Regions from separate parts of the Mus musculus genome. Here all the other regions are linked to region 2. A link is a contact called in public Hi-C and promoter capture Hi-C data. All regions are on one chromosome and are shown on one strand. Each heading gives the region's core, a stretch centred on a gene start, on an enhancer-like site or on the middle of the called end of the contact. The rest is flanking DNA. Distances are from core to core; before and after follow the strand shown.

What was found. Promoter capture Hi-C pulls out the DNA fragments that hold promoters and counts their contacts. Hi-C and Micro-C count contacts between places; a contact is called where the count stands out from the background.
Region 1: a contact with region 2 is called in a promoter capture Hi-C map of liver, with 4 times the contacts expected there. The contact joins the promoter of Zfp963 here to the promoter of Ifi30 in region 2. A contact is called at or near these places in 3 of 39 promoter capture datasets (cranial neural crest, liver and pre-B cells).
Region 3: a Hi-C map of B cells shows a contact between it and region 2, with 6 read pairs. The contact joins the enhancer-like site here to the promoter of Ifi30 in region 2. A contact is called at or near these places in 2 of 39 promoter capture datasets (liver and pre-B cells), 1 of 484 Hi-C or Micro-C datasets (B cells) and 1 of 9 other capture datasets (adipose tissue).

What each region holds. Positions count from the first base shown.
Region 1 is chr8:69,748,701-69,751,400 of GRCm38.p6, reverse strand. Zfp963 (zinc finger protein 963) reads left to right here and starts at 1,439. Exons shown (of 4, transcript NM_001200023.1): 1 at 1,439-1,569. The coding sequence starts at 1,567.
Region 2 is chr8:70,765,376-70,768,075 of GRCm38.p6, reverse strand. Ifi30 (interferon gamma inducible protein 30) reads left to right here and starts at 1,413. Exons shown (of 8, transcript NM_023065.3): 1 at 1,413-1,567. The coding sequence starts at 1,445. 6330537M06Rik (a long non-coding RNA gene) reads right to left here. Exons shown (of 2, transcript XR_003947402.1): 2 at 501-2,151.
Region 3 is chr8:72,353,146-72,355,845 of GRCm38.p6, reverse strand. All of the region lies in intron 22 of Eps15l1 (epidermal growth factor receptor pathway substrate 15-like 1), which reads left to right. Among named protein-coding and RNA genes, the nearest start is that of Klf2, 35 kb to the right of the region's middle. Within about 2 kb of position 1,440, at least 99 of the 459 cell types and tissues checked have an H3K27ac peak or open chromatin away from gene starts, as enhancers often do. A contact at or near this core is called in B cells, adipose tissue and liver, where this site is marked.

The DNA of each region.
Region 1 (2,700 bases), core at 190-2,689, 1.0 Mb after region 2:
CAAGTAATTTTCTATTCCCCAAAACCATGACAAAGGAAAACGGCTGCAAATGTGATTCAGTGGGGCCAGGCTCCATCCCAAGAAGGCAGCAGAATTTGGCCATGATGTCTGTGTGGTTCTGACTTTAGAGTCAAGTCTGTAACTATGGAGAGTGTATGGCAGTGTAGTCCCTGCATGGAAGGTACTGAGAAGCTATTGTGAGTCATTTTGGAATTCAAACCTGGATTTCAGTGGAGATCCTAGAGCCATGAGACATCCGCCAAGGAGAGAATTGTCTTGAGCCTTAGAAGATATTTGGACCTTTAAATAATGTTGAGACTGTGAAAGTCTATGGGGACTTTTGACGGAGAACCAAATGCATTTTGCATTATAGTATGGTCTATGGGGGCCAGGGAGTGGAAGGAGGTGGTTTGAATGAGAATGGCTTCCATAGGCCATGTTTCAGTGTTTGGTCCCCAGTGATGGAACTGTTTGGGAAGAATTGGGTGCAGCCTTGGTGGTGGAGGTGGTCTTCGAGGTTTTAAAAGACTTGTGCCATTCTCAGTGGATTAAGGTGTGAGTCCTCAGCCTGTGGCCAAGCCTTAACAATACCAGCATGGACTGTTACACACTGCACCTCTAAGCCTGGTTAAACTGTTTTATAAGTCACTTCAATCATGAAGTTTTATCATAGCAACAGAAATGTAACTATGTCAGGCAAGTGCCCTTAATCACTGAGCGATCTCTCCAGCTCCTGTTTTTTTTTTTATCAACTCTAATTTTGTCTGTTTGTTTGCATTGGGTATGTTTATTTGTGCAGGCTAGTTTTATGTCAATTTGACACAAGCTTGAGTCATCAGAGTGGGGAGCCTCAATTGAAAATGTCTCCATGAGCTTGGGCTGTAAGCAAGCCTGTGAGGTCATTTTTAAAAATTAGAGATTAATGGGGGGAAAGCCCATTGTGGCTGGGGCCATCCCTGGACTGGTGGTCCTGGGTTCTCTAAGCAGCCGTATTTGCAGACAGTTTGGAGTCACCCGATGTGGGTTCTGGAAATTGAACTTGGGTCCTCTGAAGAGCAGCATGTGCTCTCAACCTCTCAGTATCAACTGGAACCAGAGTGGTCTGACTGGCCTCCTAGGTCTGAGGCACAGGGGCCATTGTATTAGACACTGAGTTGGTAACTGGACTGCTTACGAGAACCATCTGGTACCCTGTTAGACTAGGAAGTGCTTGCCGAGTTCACTGAGACAGCAGGGCCCAGCTCTCCAAGAACAAGAACAAGTTCTGCGTCAATGTAAATTCTCCTGACCATATGCTGGAGTAAAAGGCAGGCAGTCCAGGGCAGAGACTGCCTGGTCATCACTTCAGCTCCTGCTGTCAATCAGCAGTCGCTGGGCGGACCTAGCCAATCAGGGCCTTCAAGCTTACACCACTCAATCAAGAGCGAGGTAGGGCAGTGGGAGGCGGATTTTCTCTGTCCGCCGTGTTGTAGACTGAACTCCGTGGCTCAGGGAGGCCCCGTGGGTGCGTGTGCTGCGCTGTGGCCGCCGCTGTGAGGGGAGCACGGGCAGCTCGGAAGCCGCGACATGGTGAGCGCAGGGCCGCTGTCCCAGGTGGAGAGGAGTGGCAGCTATCGGTAGCTCTTCGCTTGTGCGGCGTTAGGCCCGCTGCGGTTGGCGGCGACTAGGTCGCTGCGGCTGTGTCGCTCCGCCCTTCGGCCGCGTCTGCGCAGAGCTCAGGGCGCCGCAGGGGAGGCCCCGCCCTCCGTGTCGGTGACGTCACGGCCACGAAGTGGTTTTTGTGTTGTACCCTGAGGCTGTTTGCTGAACTCAAGGTCCTGCCGGTTCCCCTGAGTTGTCTTCACATATTGGTGGAGAGTCCACTTTGAAATACTTTTGTGGGAGTTGTAAACTCTTAAGTTTTTGCTTATTTATGCCTATGTTGGATAGTATTTGTGAAGACAATTACTCTCCTGAGTTTAATTTGCTCTTTTAAAAGAACATTGACTATTTTGTGAGGTTCTTTTTTTATACTGTTTTGTAGATAAATTAGTTTCCAAATATTCGTACACTATTATGATCATTAAATTTCTTTGTAAAGATAAAATCTTTTATTTGTGTACTATTTATTTAGAATTGTCTGGAACGTTGAGGGTTTTTTTTCCCCCTTTACATATAAACCTTAGAACGGCTTTCTGCTGTTACACAAGATGTTAGCATTCTTGTTGGGATTGTGTTTTGAATTTATAGTGTAAATTGAGGAAAGCAACATCTTGGTGTTGTCTTCTATTTACTAGGCCAGTGCATATTCTTATTTGATTTTTTTTTTCTTTTTTCTGGACACTGGATCTCTCTGTGTCAGTGGTTCTTTACCTTTCGGTTAAGACAATCAGAAAACACTAATTCCCAATGGCTTTAGGAACTGAGATACTGCTCAGTTACAACATTACAATTATAACATAGCAACAAAAATAATTTTTTGGTTGGGAGTCACCTCAACATGAGGAAATGTATCAAAGGGCCGCAGCGTTAGGAAGGTTTAGAGTGACTGCTCTATGTATTCCTGGCTGTATGGGAATTTGCCATGTAGCTCAGGCTGGCCTTGAGTTCACAGAGATCCCTCGTCTCTGACTCCCAAGTGCTGGAATTAAAGACCTGTGCCACCGTGCCTGGCTTGATTCATTTTTGAAAAAGAAATTTATCTTCATCCAAGGATCTTTG
Region 2 (2,700 bases), core at 164-2,663:
ACCCTAAACCCAAGAACAGCCCCTCTTCTGCTGCCCCAGCTCCAGGGTGCTCGGACAGACACAAGCTGTGACGCCCATGTCGTCCTTAACTTCCTCATCAGGAAGAAAGGCAACAACCTCCCAGCCACCCAGGCGGGTGTCGCCTGTCCCTAGTCTCCCTGATTTGTGAGGGGAGACCAAGCTCTGGCCCTCTGCACACTTGCTGACCAGACCCCAGGATCTGTGCTCATTAGCAAAAGTCCTGCACTAGGGTAGGAACACATCAAGACTTAAGCCCATGAGTACTTTGCCAAGTGCTCCCATTCCCCCTCCAGCGCGTTTAGGCTCAGCTAGGACAGTAACGGACAGAACCCGTCCCTGACCCACTACCCTATGGGTTCAGTTGGCCTTGGTCCATGCTGCATCCTGCAAGTGACCTAAGACAAACAGCACCTTGTGACCCCAGAGCCTGGGAAGCTGAGGCACAATCACAAGCTTATTAGCTGGGGAGACAAATCAACAAAAGAGAAAACAAATGTTATCCGTACTCGTGGCCTCAGGGGTGGTCTCTGCCCAGCTTGCAGAGGGGTGAGGGTTGGAATCAAGACTTGGTTAGAACAGAACTCAGCATGTAGCCATCCCAAATCGCCATCCCCTCTAGCTTGCTGTCTCCTACACAGAAAACCCGGTTTTCTCACGCTTGGAGCTGGAACTTTTCCTGCTGGTGCTGCTGTTCTGTGGCCTGTCACTGCTCCAGGGACCCAGGGTTCAATTCTCAAACTGACTTGGTGCAGAGGCTCTCACAGCATGATCCTTTCCTGGCGACTCTATCCACAGTCATGTGTCACTAGCACCCCATTTCACAGACTGGGAAACCGCAGCTGATGGAAAAGGACAGTGTCTGGAGTCCAGGCACATCTCCAGTCTCACACTCAGTTGCTGGAAGCAAGTACCTCAGCTATGTCCTCAACCCAAGCCAGGGCCCAGAACCAGAGATGGGAAGTTGCCCTGCCTAAGCTAGCTTCTTTGCTGTGGCCTGAATCAGCGGAGGTGGGGGGATGTGCCGGGCGGGCGGGGCTGGCTTGCTGTGACCTGGAGTCATGGCAGTAAGAATTAGTGATGAGAATGTGTCACTCCCCCACCTCCGCTGGGCTCTGGGGAAGAACATGAGCCTCCTGTCCCTCGGTCTGGTCGTCACTGTCTGGAGTCCCCCTTCCCATGCCTGATCCAAAAACTTCACGTGACCAGACATGCTAGCCGCGGAGGACTGGAGGCTGGACAGAGTCTTGTGGCCTCGTGATTTGGGACCAGCACCTGGCTGGGGCGGAGCCTTCAGGAAAGGAGTCCCAGGGTTAGAAGGAGCCTGGATGGGGCGTGGACTTAGTGGGTGGGGCCTCCACTTGCTTAAAGTCTCCCGCCTTCCTGGCCTGACCAAGCAGTCCTGCCAGCTTTTTCCTCCGCAGCCATGTCCTGGTCTCCGATCCTACCATTTTTGTCCCTTCTGCTTCTGCTGTTCCCACTCGAGGTTCCCAGAGCAGCCACTGCGTCCCTTTCGCAAGCATCCTCCGAAGGCACAACCACCTGCAAGGTAGGGACCGCAACGCAGGAAGGGGCCCAGGGTCAGATGCCCGCCAGTCTGTCAGCTTAGGGACTTCTCTGCACTTATTCCGTGAACTCGTTTTGGGGAACTCCAATGTCTTCAGGGAAAGCTGTCACGCCCAGGGCCGCCACCCCTAATCCAGTCCCTGAACTCTGAGTACCGTGTCCACGTCCTTTCTCTTCCCCATCTCAGGTCTGAAAAATGCAGCTATCCCCTGCCCGCCTTGCCTGAGCATTTATCAACCACCTACCGGATATGTCTGAGTGAAGAGCTGAGGGATGGGCACGCGCACGGGGTGTGTGTATGTGTGTGAGGGGGGGTGTTCTGCTCCAGACCTGTTGAATCACTGTCTGGTCTCCACCCTCACACAATTCTTGTCGCTTACGGTGTGCGTTCCAGCCGAAGAAGAGAGGGGGCTAGCGTGCTTCTGACCTGGAGCAAACACATGCCCCGCACGCCTAGATCCTTGCTCAGACTCGGCCCGCCCTCCCCGGGGACCGGAAGTCTCTGCACGCATCAGGCACCTTCTGTGTCTAGTCGGGCATCAGACTGGGTGAAGTTTCCCTGGGTCCCTGGAGAGGAAGAATAGAGTCTTCGTGGGTGAAAGGCATCGCTGTGATGCGCAAAATTACAGAGGTGGGGAGGGAGGAGGGACGGAGAGAGATCAAGCGAGAGAGCATGTATTTGGCTTCAGAGTGTGCATCTCTGAACAGACAAAGCTGAGCGAGAGAGCAGCAACTAGAAATATGCATATCTTTTTTTTTTCTTTTACTTTATTTTACTTTATTTTGATTTGGTTTGGTTTTCTGTTTTGTTAATGGAGGGGACAGAGTCTCAGTGTAGGGCTGACTGTCCTGGAACTCACTATGTACAGCAGGCTGGCCTGGAACTCTTCCTCTGCCTCCCGGGTGCTAGTGTTGTCTTAGCACTTCCTGAATATAGTTAAAGATTGTGCATTCGCTGAGCACCTACTGTTTGAGAGCCTGTCAGGTTCCGTTTTGTAGATAAACTGTGATTGCGGAACAGGATCTAGAGTCTCGAAAACCTCAGAGGGGGAAAAAAAAGCCTGGCGGTGGTGGCGCACGCCTTTAGTCCCAGCAATTGGGAGGCAGAGGCAGGCA
Region 3 (2,700 bases), core at 191-2,690, 1.6 Mb before region 2:
AGAAGCCAAAGTGGAAACTTTATCTTATTTTATGGTGTTTGAGACAGGATCTCTATGGTGACTGGGAACTCAACCATCCTCCTGCCCCATTATACACTGTTTTTGGATGGTGGTTTTCTGCCTACCCAATTTCCATTGGGGAAAACCATATGACCAGTGTACAGCAATAAATACCTTTAGCTGGTCACACCCCATTGCTCAGTCCCTTGGGATGTCAGACAGATGTGGAACTCTGCAGTGGGCTGGTCCCAGCATGGCTAGGAGGAGATAGATGAGGTGAGGGTGCCTGCCCAAGGACCTCCAGGGATGGTCGGCCTTCTGATGGAGAAAGCATGCCACAGTGCTTCCCAAGACATGCTTTACCTGGCTCAGGAGTCAGGAGAGACAGTGGCTTCTCTGCAGTCCTGCTGCCCTGCATGTGAGAGAGCTCTTAGGCCACCACCTTCCTACCTGGGCTTTTCTAACCTGAAGGAGCTAGTGGGCTCTGGGCTACCTATCCAACTCTAAGGGGTTGTTCAGTCAGGCTGCTTTGGGGAATGTGAAGGCCCCAGGCAGATGTCCCTGGGCAGCCCTGAGTCCAAGATGTCAGTAAAGCACTTGGCATGGTGGTGTTGTGTGGGATCTGTATTGTATTATGTGTTCACCCCCCACAGCCACCTGTGTCACCTGGGCCTGACCCAGATGAGGTGACAATTCAGAAAAATGTCTTCTGTTGAAAAGTGTTGATGTTTAAGGTGTCAAATTTAAAGCCAGCCCTGGGTCCCCTGAGAATCATTACCCAGGATGAGTGTCAGTGTGGGCCTGGGGTTATACACTACTCTGCTGTTGTGTTCTATCTTGGAGTTCAGTCTCTGCTCTCACAGAGATCAGTTTGGTCTGTCGAATAGTCTCCCTAAGCATCTGGACAGTCACTGCTGCTGGTAGCAGCTGAGGTGGCTAGCAGCTTGATGCTAAGGGTATAGTTTTCTCCTTGAAGCTTCAGAGTGTGAGCCTTAGGCTGCTGGGATGTGCACAGAAATTGGATGTCTTGAAAGCTCTACATTCTCCTGCCTGGAGATCTTTTCTAGAAAGGTCCATCAATGTATTAAATAACCTGCAGGTGTCTGGGACTGAAGCAGTTGATTGCTTTCAGACACATGCAAAACAGCCCTGAAACACGCCAGTTGGAGTGAGCACACGCCTCCCTCAGGTAAACAGTGGTGTATTTTCTTCAACGGACGGAGATGGAGATCAGTCAGAACTCACCGCTGAAGTTTCTAGGTAAAAGTTGTTGATTTGCAAAGAGAGAAACAGATTTTTTTAAGCTCAGGAAACGGCTGTGTGGGCGTCAGTGATTGGGTTGCCTGAGATAGCGGGATCCTGGCGGGCCCCACCCTGCCACTTCCTGCCAGCGCTGCCCTGCGGCTCCCAGCAGAGCCTACCCGCTGCCCCAGTGACACCCACTCACCAGCCAGTCACCTTTAACCTCTCCCTAAGTTAATGATCATCTTTATAACTACTCATGACCTCTCCACCCCATCTGCAAGGCCAGATGTCCTACAGGAGGAAGATTTTGGCAGCTTTTTTTTTCCCTTTCCCACAGCACCACTGAGAGTGCTTGTGTTAGTGAGCAGCCCATTCCCAAGCTACATAAGAATGGTCTAGCCTGTGTATTGAATTCCTCCGCAAAAAGTCATTCTCCTCGAGCAGAAAAGTCCTCCCCCACCCACATGCTATCTATGCAGAATGGCCAAGGCTTTCTCACAGGGTCAGCAGGGTACAGGCACAGGGAATATTTAGGATTGTAAGCAGCCCAATCCTGTGAACTTTCAGCCTTTCTGTGAGATCCCAGGAAGAGGATGGAACCTGCGGGTCAGGGCCCTGGTGCTGCTGGCTGTCCTGTCTATGCCCAAGCCCCTTGTTACTTCGTATTGTCAAATGGCATCACTGTCTGAGCCTGTGGTTAGCACCTCTGCCCTGAATATAACTACTTTAATTCCGTTCCCACGATGGTGGCAAAGAGATAATGCGCTGGGTACACTGGAGAGTATAGAAAGGAATGTACTTGTTCCATTTCAGGAAGGTTCTGGTGTTCGCTAGCAGCCAGGATGGCCGGAAGGCATTGAAGCAGCCCCCAGCCCCCACACACTCAGGGCACTCACTGCTCTGCTGTTGCTATGGCACCCTGGAGGGTCTGTCCCAGGGCTCGGGATAACCAGTGGCTGCTGTAGATCTATGCTGGCTGAGGGAGGGAGGCACCCATATACTGTATGGGTTTGCCTTCCCAGGCGGTGGAGGAACCCATGCTAATCCAGCTGGTTTCAGCAGCCTGAGGCCGGCTGTTGTTGAGGGAAGATTTGGCAGAACAGTTTGAAAATAGAAATAGTGCCTACCTCAGCACACCCACCCTTTTGCACTCAGCAAGGTGGATCCAGTGGGTGTCCTGTGGCCTGATATTCATTAACGAGTAAATGCCTCACCAGAGGTGGGTCACAATCTGGACAGTGGAGGTTCTGGGGGACCTGCAGGATGTAAGCCCAGAAAGACTGGGCCTTCCTACCGGGCCTCTGTGGTAGTAAGTGGGTGGGAACAACTCCCAGGCCCTCACTTGGCTGAAGGTCCACTCTTTGATCACCTAAAGGACTCAGGCCAGGTCTCTAGGTATATAAATGATTGACACATCACCCCTGTAGTGAGCTCAGTATAGTAGCTCACGCTTGT